Linked DNA regions of Capra hircus: region 1 is linked to region 2. A link is a contact called in public Hi-C data. All regions are on one chromosome and are shown on one strand. The core of a region is the stretch at or near the end of the contact, and the rest is flanking DNA. Distances in the headings are between cores, read along the strand shown.

Region 1 (3,100 bases), core at 89-2,588, 150 kb after region 2:
ATCCAGGGTTCAGCGCAGCCGCCTGAGACCTTGGGACTTGGGCTCAGACCTGACAAGGCCATCCTAGAGGGCTCCACCTGGTGACACCCAGACACACAGGGGCCGCAGGGAGATGGCAGGGAGGGTGAAGCGCGCGGCTGCAGGCGGGCGGGGGTGGGGGGTAGGGCCCCGCCTGGCCCAGAACCGGGGGTGGACTGTGTCCTCGCTGTTGGGGGGTGCGCCCTGGGGCCCAGCTCCACAGGCTGTGTCTCAGGCAGCGTGGGTCATGGGCCTGCCTGGGAGGACCCCTCCGGCTCTGCTGGCCCCGGGCGCGGGCTGCGTGACTGGGACAGGGGCCGGGGGACCGCTGCCTGGGGACCCGAGGCCCTGCCCCCGCACCCCAGCCCCCTCCGTGCGTCACCCCGTCCTGCCTTTGCTTCACTCGCTGCTCAGAGGTTGTGTCCGCCCTTGGCTCTCCCTTGAGTCCTGACCGGCCGCCCAGCTGATGGATAGACGCAGAGCTCCGAGGGGCCTGAGCAGGGCTGGATGGACAAGCCGTGTGGGCCCAGCCTCCCCTTGGGAGCTCTGGCCTCCTTGGAAGAAGCCACCACGGCCCGTGGCCCGCGGCCCCCAGCAGAGCATCCTATGACCGGGGCCGGAGAGTCCCACCTGACCCGTCACCCCAGCTCAGAGCCCGCCAGGCCCACGGTGGCTGCTCGCCCAGTCGGCAGAAGGGACTGGGGGGTCGGGCAGGGACTTGGGGGCCCCTCCACACGCTGGCCTCCCTGAGCCAGGCGGGCCCCCGACCCTGAAGGCAGTGGGGCTGGGCTGTGGAAGGGGCTGGGGTTGGCCTTTCTCTGTGGCAGCCACAGAGCCCAGGCCTGGGAACTGGCTTGGAGAAGAGCAGGGAGGGTCTCTGGCTTTACAATCACGTGGCTGTGAGACTCGGAAAGTTCTGCTTTTAGGAAAACGGTACATGACCTCGGTCCTCCTGGGCCCCAGAGTTCTGCCCACCCAGAGTCTCCCGGCCACCAGGCACAAGAGCAGGGGCCGCGGGCGGGGTCATCCCGGGAGATCAGGAGGTGTCGCCCGCACTTTACCATTAAGGGGGCCCCGGTCTCCGTCCAGAGTGGATGCCGCGTGGACACAGGCCCGTGCCTGAACTCTGCGAACGCGCGGGGCATCTAGCCCAGACCGCTGACTGACCCAAGCGCCCGAAGTTGGGCCGCCGGCCTTGGCTGCATTCCTTAGTTTCTAGCGCCACCTGCTGGAGTTGCGCGGAATTACACCTGCTCTGCGCGCTCTGTTCATCTGGAGCCCAGCCAGGCCGCCGTCTGCAGGAGCCTGAGCAGGAACCGCCCGCTGAGAGGCTCTGGGATCACAGGGGCGTGGCCACCGCGCCCCGTCCTAGGGACGCAAACCAGTGCCACCTGCCTGTTGTGCGGGCCCTTCCCGGCAGCTTGGGATGAGGCCCCCGCTGGGACAGAGGGACACCAGGAGACGTTCGGATCGGTGGTCAGAGCAGGGTTTAGCGGAAGTCGGAGAGCCAGCACAGTGCTTGTGCAGATGGCCAGCTTCTCCGAGTCGAAATGACTCCAGCAAAAAGGGCTTCCAGAACCTGCAGGGTGGACCTGCCCAGCAGCAGTCAGGGCAGCCTCCTCGGGACCCCAGGGTCTGCCTGTTTGGGGGCCACAGGACTGTTTGCTGAGTGAGGAGCTGGGTGTGTGAAGGGCTTCCGACTGACGGCCTTTCCTTGTGGGGACGCGGCCGGGGACCAGAGTGAGCAGCCAGGGGTCACTCGTCCTCCCTGGGATGCACCCTGGGAAGTGGCCACCCAGATGGGACTCAGAGCACAGCCTAGAGGAGGAAGCGCTCTCCCATGGAAGCACCGTTGAGGGGCCCACAGACCGCCCGAGTGCCAGGAGCCAGAAGCAGCAGCAGACGCAGACAAACACCAGGACGGGGACAGCTGAACTAACAGCAGAGCCTCGGACACACGTGCGTGGCTGCTGTGGGCATGGAAAGACTGTGCGGGCGCCTGGGGCCGGGGTGCGCCTGTGGGAGGTGTGGGGAGGGTGTGGCAGACACGGCCTGGACAGAATGGAGGCTTTATTCTGGTGAAGAAGGGCGACTCTCTGCTATGACATCAAAGAAAGAGCCTGAATGTTAGTTGGGAAGTTGCAAGATAGTAAATAAACTTTCATTTCAGTTCCCAGAACAGCAGAGAACGATGGTGTTTTCCAGTAACAGGGCTCATATTCATGGAAACTCAAGCTGGTGCTACATGTAAATTAAACTCTGAAAAACAACAGAAAGGGGAGGAAAGGAAATCCAGCCTGATGAGGACAAGGGGGTGAGTCCATGGCGCCTGGGCGGGATGTCCACGGCGCCTGGGCGGGATGTCCACGACGCCTGGGCGGGATGTCCACGGCGCCTGGCTGGGTCACCTGGGCCCTTCTGGCCTCACAGCCTCTCAGCAGCTGCAGTGCTCCAGACACCACAGCCACCAGCTGCAGGTGCAGGGAGGGGCTAGGAGGAGAGCTTGGAGTAGCTGGGCGGGGACAGTTTCCGCTTCAAGTACTTCAGGACATAGAGAGGGAGGCAGCTGACCACTGTGATGGCTGACACTTTCCACACGAAGGTCACAGTCGTGATAAAGGCAACATCTGTGGGAGAGAAAGCCCAAACAGGTCTCAGGGTGCTGGGGTTGTGGCCCCCCTCCGCCTGCACCCAGGTTATCACAAATGTGGGCCTGGCAGAGCCTCGGGGTCCCTGTGAAGGCACCATTCTGCCTGTACCAGGGGAAGGGTTCCCAACAGGAGGCAGGAACCCCCCATGTTCAGGGGCAGATGCGTGCAATGCAGCCTGTGATGGGTTGGACCTTCTGGGCCCATCTGGAGTCAGCAGAACCATCTTGGCTAGCCTGCCCCCCACGGGTCCTGCTGACCCAGCGGATGTACCGGGCTGACCTCCAGCCTGGCGGAGGTTAGGCTGGAGGTCAGGCTGTCCTGACGCTGATGGGGAGAGCTGTGTGGGAACCTGGCCAGGCCGGTGGTCGCCTTCAGGACGTGACAACCCTGCAGGCTGTGGGCAAAGCTGCCCGAAGAACCATGGACGGCGT
Region 2 (2,792 bases), core at 288-2,787:
CCCCATCTGCTCGACAAGGGGAGGAAAGGCCGGGGCTGAGGAGAGCTGTGCTCTTGTCTGGACGGAGAGTGAATGAGAGGGCTTTGGGGAGGACCAGGAAGGCCTGGAGCGCTGGGCGTGTGAAGGGCCCAGTGCGGGCGGAAAGCAGAGCCTGTGCCAGACGCACGGACCTCAGGCGTTGGCTCCTGTGCTTGGCCCCGGCCGGTGCCCCCTGCGCAGGGCGACTGTCTCCAGGTTACAGAGAACTCAGGAGTGCCCTGCTTGTAACACAGCAGGACGGCGCGACAGGGGGTCTTCAGGTGAGTGACTTGGTGGCCTTGTGAGGGCTGCCGCATCAAACCATCAAAACCTGAGGGTGGTGGTTGGTGCCAAGGGGCGGCAGGGCTGGGAGGCTTGGGGTGAGGATGTTAGTAGGTGCCTGGGGGTTGTGGCTACCTGGGGCCTTTGAAGGCTCTCTGCGTTACCCTCCACTGAATCTAGACGGGGGTCTGATAGTCTTCACCAGTCATTGAGATGAAAAACATGGAACCCAGGTCAGGCGGTACCCGAGACTCAACAGCAGGGTCTGTGTGAGTTTGGGGGGCTTCAGGATGTGGGGGCTGCAGAGGAGGAGGGGCCCATGCCCGCAGGAGCAGGTGAGAGGCGCTTACCCACTGGGACAGCCAGGAACGCGGCCTGGGCTGGGAGCTAACAAGGGCTCCAAGCCCCGTTCTCCCCCTCCAGATCTCTCTCTCATCACAGAGTTTTATTAGCAGAAAACTTATTTGAAGATGACATTGGTCATCAATGTCAAAAACAGTCATTACCGGTGTATCTGGTGGCACTAATAGTAAAGAACCCACCTGCAAATATAGGGGACACAGAGATGTGGATTCGATCCCTGGGTCGGGAAGATCCCTGGAGGAGGGCGCAGCAACCCACTCCAGTGTTCTTGGCTGGAGAATCCTGTGGACAAAGGAGCCTGACAGGCTATAGTCCATGGGGTTGAAAGAGTCAGACACGACTGAGGGGAGCACACTGTACTGAATGAGTTGTTTTACAAACCTGTGTCGCAAGTAGCTTAGAGAGAGATGGAGTCACATATTAAAATACCGCTGGGTGCCATTGTATTGTGATAGGGCTGCTCGGAAGGCTTGATCTTCAGGCAGCAAAGATGCATCTTTCCAGCTTCACAGCAAGGTTCCCGGACCAGCACTCGCAGCGGGTGTTTGAGGACCTGCCAGGACGCAGACTGCAGGGCCCCGGGGAGAAGCTGAGCGCTCAGCACAGCGCCTCCCCTGGACATGCGCGGAGGCTGTGTCCTCGCCCCCGCCCTTTCACTCCGAGAGTGTGGCTGGCCACGATCCGTCCATCTCATGAAAGGAATTTGTGACATATTTTAAGTGATTGTCATTCTTTTTTTCCAAGTCCCATAAAACCTGCCCTCTCCTCCCACTCAGACTCCCAGAGGGAGCGTCTCCGCTGGCAGGAGCCCCCGCCGGCCGAGGCCCCTGTCCTGGCCCGACTCGGGCTGGGGCCTGCCCCCGCCAACAGAGGGCTGCCCAGTCTTGCGGACACGTGGTGCTGCGGCAGACGGAAGCGTCCTGAGAGCCTTCCCGCTTCTCAGAACAGCTCTCAGCCCAAGTTGCTGGGCAGAGGCTGGAAAGCCCAGTTAGAACAAAGAGCTGAGGGTGGGGGGGTGGCGCGGGGGTTGGGGAGGGTGCAGAGCCAGGCAACCTGCCAGTAGACACGGAACCAAAATAAATGCTCTTTTCTTACAGAAACTTCTCAAGAAATGTTTTCCCCAAAACTTTTAAGCCTATAAAAACATTTCAGGTCGGAGTTTCTTATGTACAGAGTCCAAACGCTGGCAGAGTTTGCCCCAGTCCAGATGGCTGCCAGGGGAGATTAGAGCCGGACAGAACAGCCTCTCTTCAGAACAGAGACACTCAAAGCCGATAGCCTTGTGTACAAGGTTGGTGACAACCTCAGGTGGATGTGCACTCCACCTTCTCTCTGATTCTGGCTTGTGGGGAAGCAAGACGGCCAGGCTGCCAGCAGGAGGCTTGGAGAGGGGGCCGCAGAGCCTTGAAAGAAAGGCCGTGAGTCTGCCCAGAGTCGGAGATGGGAGAGGCAACAGTGGCTCAGACGCTGAGCTTTCCATGGAGCTCCTCTGCAGACTCCACTGTGATACTGGTGAGAATGGGAGCCTGGGGGCCCTGCTGTCTTCTTGGGGGGTGAGGAGCACTCTCCAAGGCCCTCCCTAGCCTCTGCCCACATCACAGCGATTGGAGGGCACTTTCCCGCCAGAGGCCACAGGCAGCCCCTGGCCCGCCCCGTGTAGGCTCCGTCTCTTCTGTGCACACGGGTGTCATCCAGGAGCAGTTCCTCTGAGTGGCACGAGCCTGCAGACGCAGCTTCACAGCTCAGGGGGCCAGAAGCCGGCCTCTCCCAAGAACAGGGTCTGAGGCTGTGCCTTCAGCTGCTGCACTTTTACCCCACGGGCTGTGACTGGAAGGTGGGCCCAGCAGGGCACTGGGTGACCACAGGCCAGGTGTGCAGTCATATAAACCAAGGAATGCCTGGTGGGAGTGCTGTGCCTTCTGGGGGCTCCACCCGGGGGGCCAGGGCCACAAAGGAGGGGCTGCATCCCACCTCAGAGCGCGGCGGCTCCTATCCCAGCACTGGCACCCTGACCCCTGTCCCAGCCCCAGCACCCTGACCCCTGTCCCAGCCCCGGCACCCTGACCCCTGGTCCAGCCCCGGCACCCTGACCCTTGTCCTAGCCATGGCACCCTGACCCTGGTCCAGCC

What was found. A called contact is a pair of places that touch in the nucleus more often than the background predicts.
Region 1: a contact with region 2 is called in a Hi-C map of blood, with 5 times the contacts expected there. The contact joins two enhancer-like sites. A contact is called at or near these places in 2 of 5 Hi-C or Micro-C datasets (both in blood).

Annotation. Positions count from the first base shown.
Region 1 is chr24:752,278-755,377 of ARS1.2, forward strand. It overlaps ATP9B (probable phospholipid-transporting ATPase IIB), which reads right to left. Exons shown (of 27, transcript XM_018039529.1): 27 at 2,071-2,645. The coding sequence ends at 2,509. Among named protein-coding and RNA genes, the nearest start is that of NFATC1, 12 kb to the left of the region's middle. Within about 2 kb of position 1,339, at least 3 of the 5 cell types and tissues checked have an H3K27ac peak or open chromatin away from gene starts, as enhancers often do.
Region 2 is chr24:601,689-604,480 of ARS1.2, forward strand. No RefSeq gene overlaps it. Among named protein-coding and RNA genes, the nearest start is that of CTDP1, 16 kb to the left of the region's middle. Within about 2 kb of position 1,538, at least 2 of the 5 cell types and tissues checked have an H3K27ac peak or open chromatin away from gene starts, as enhancers often do.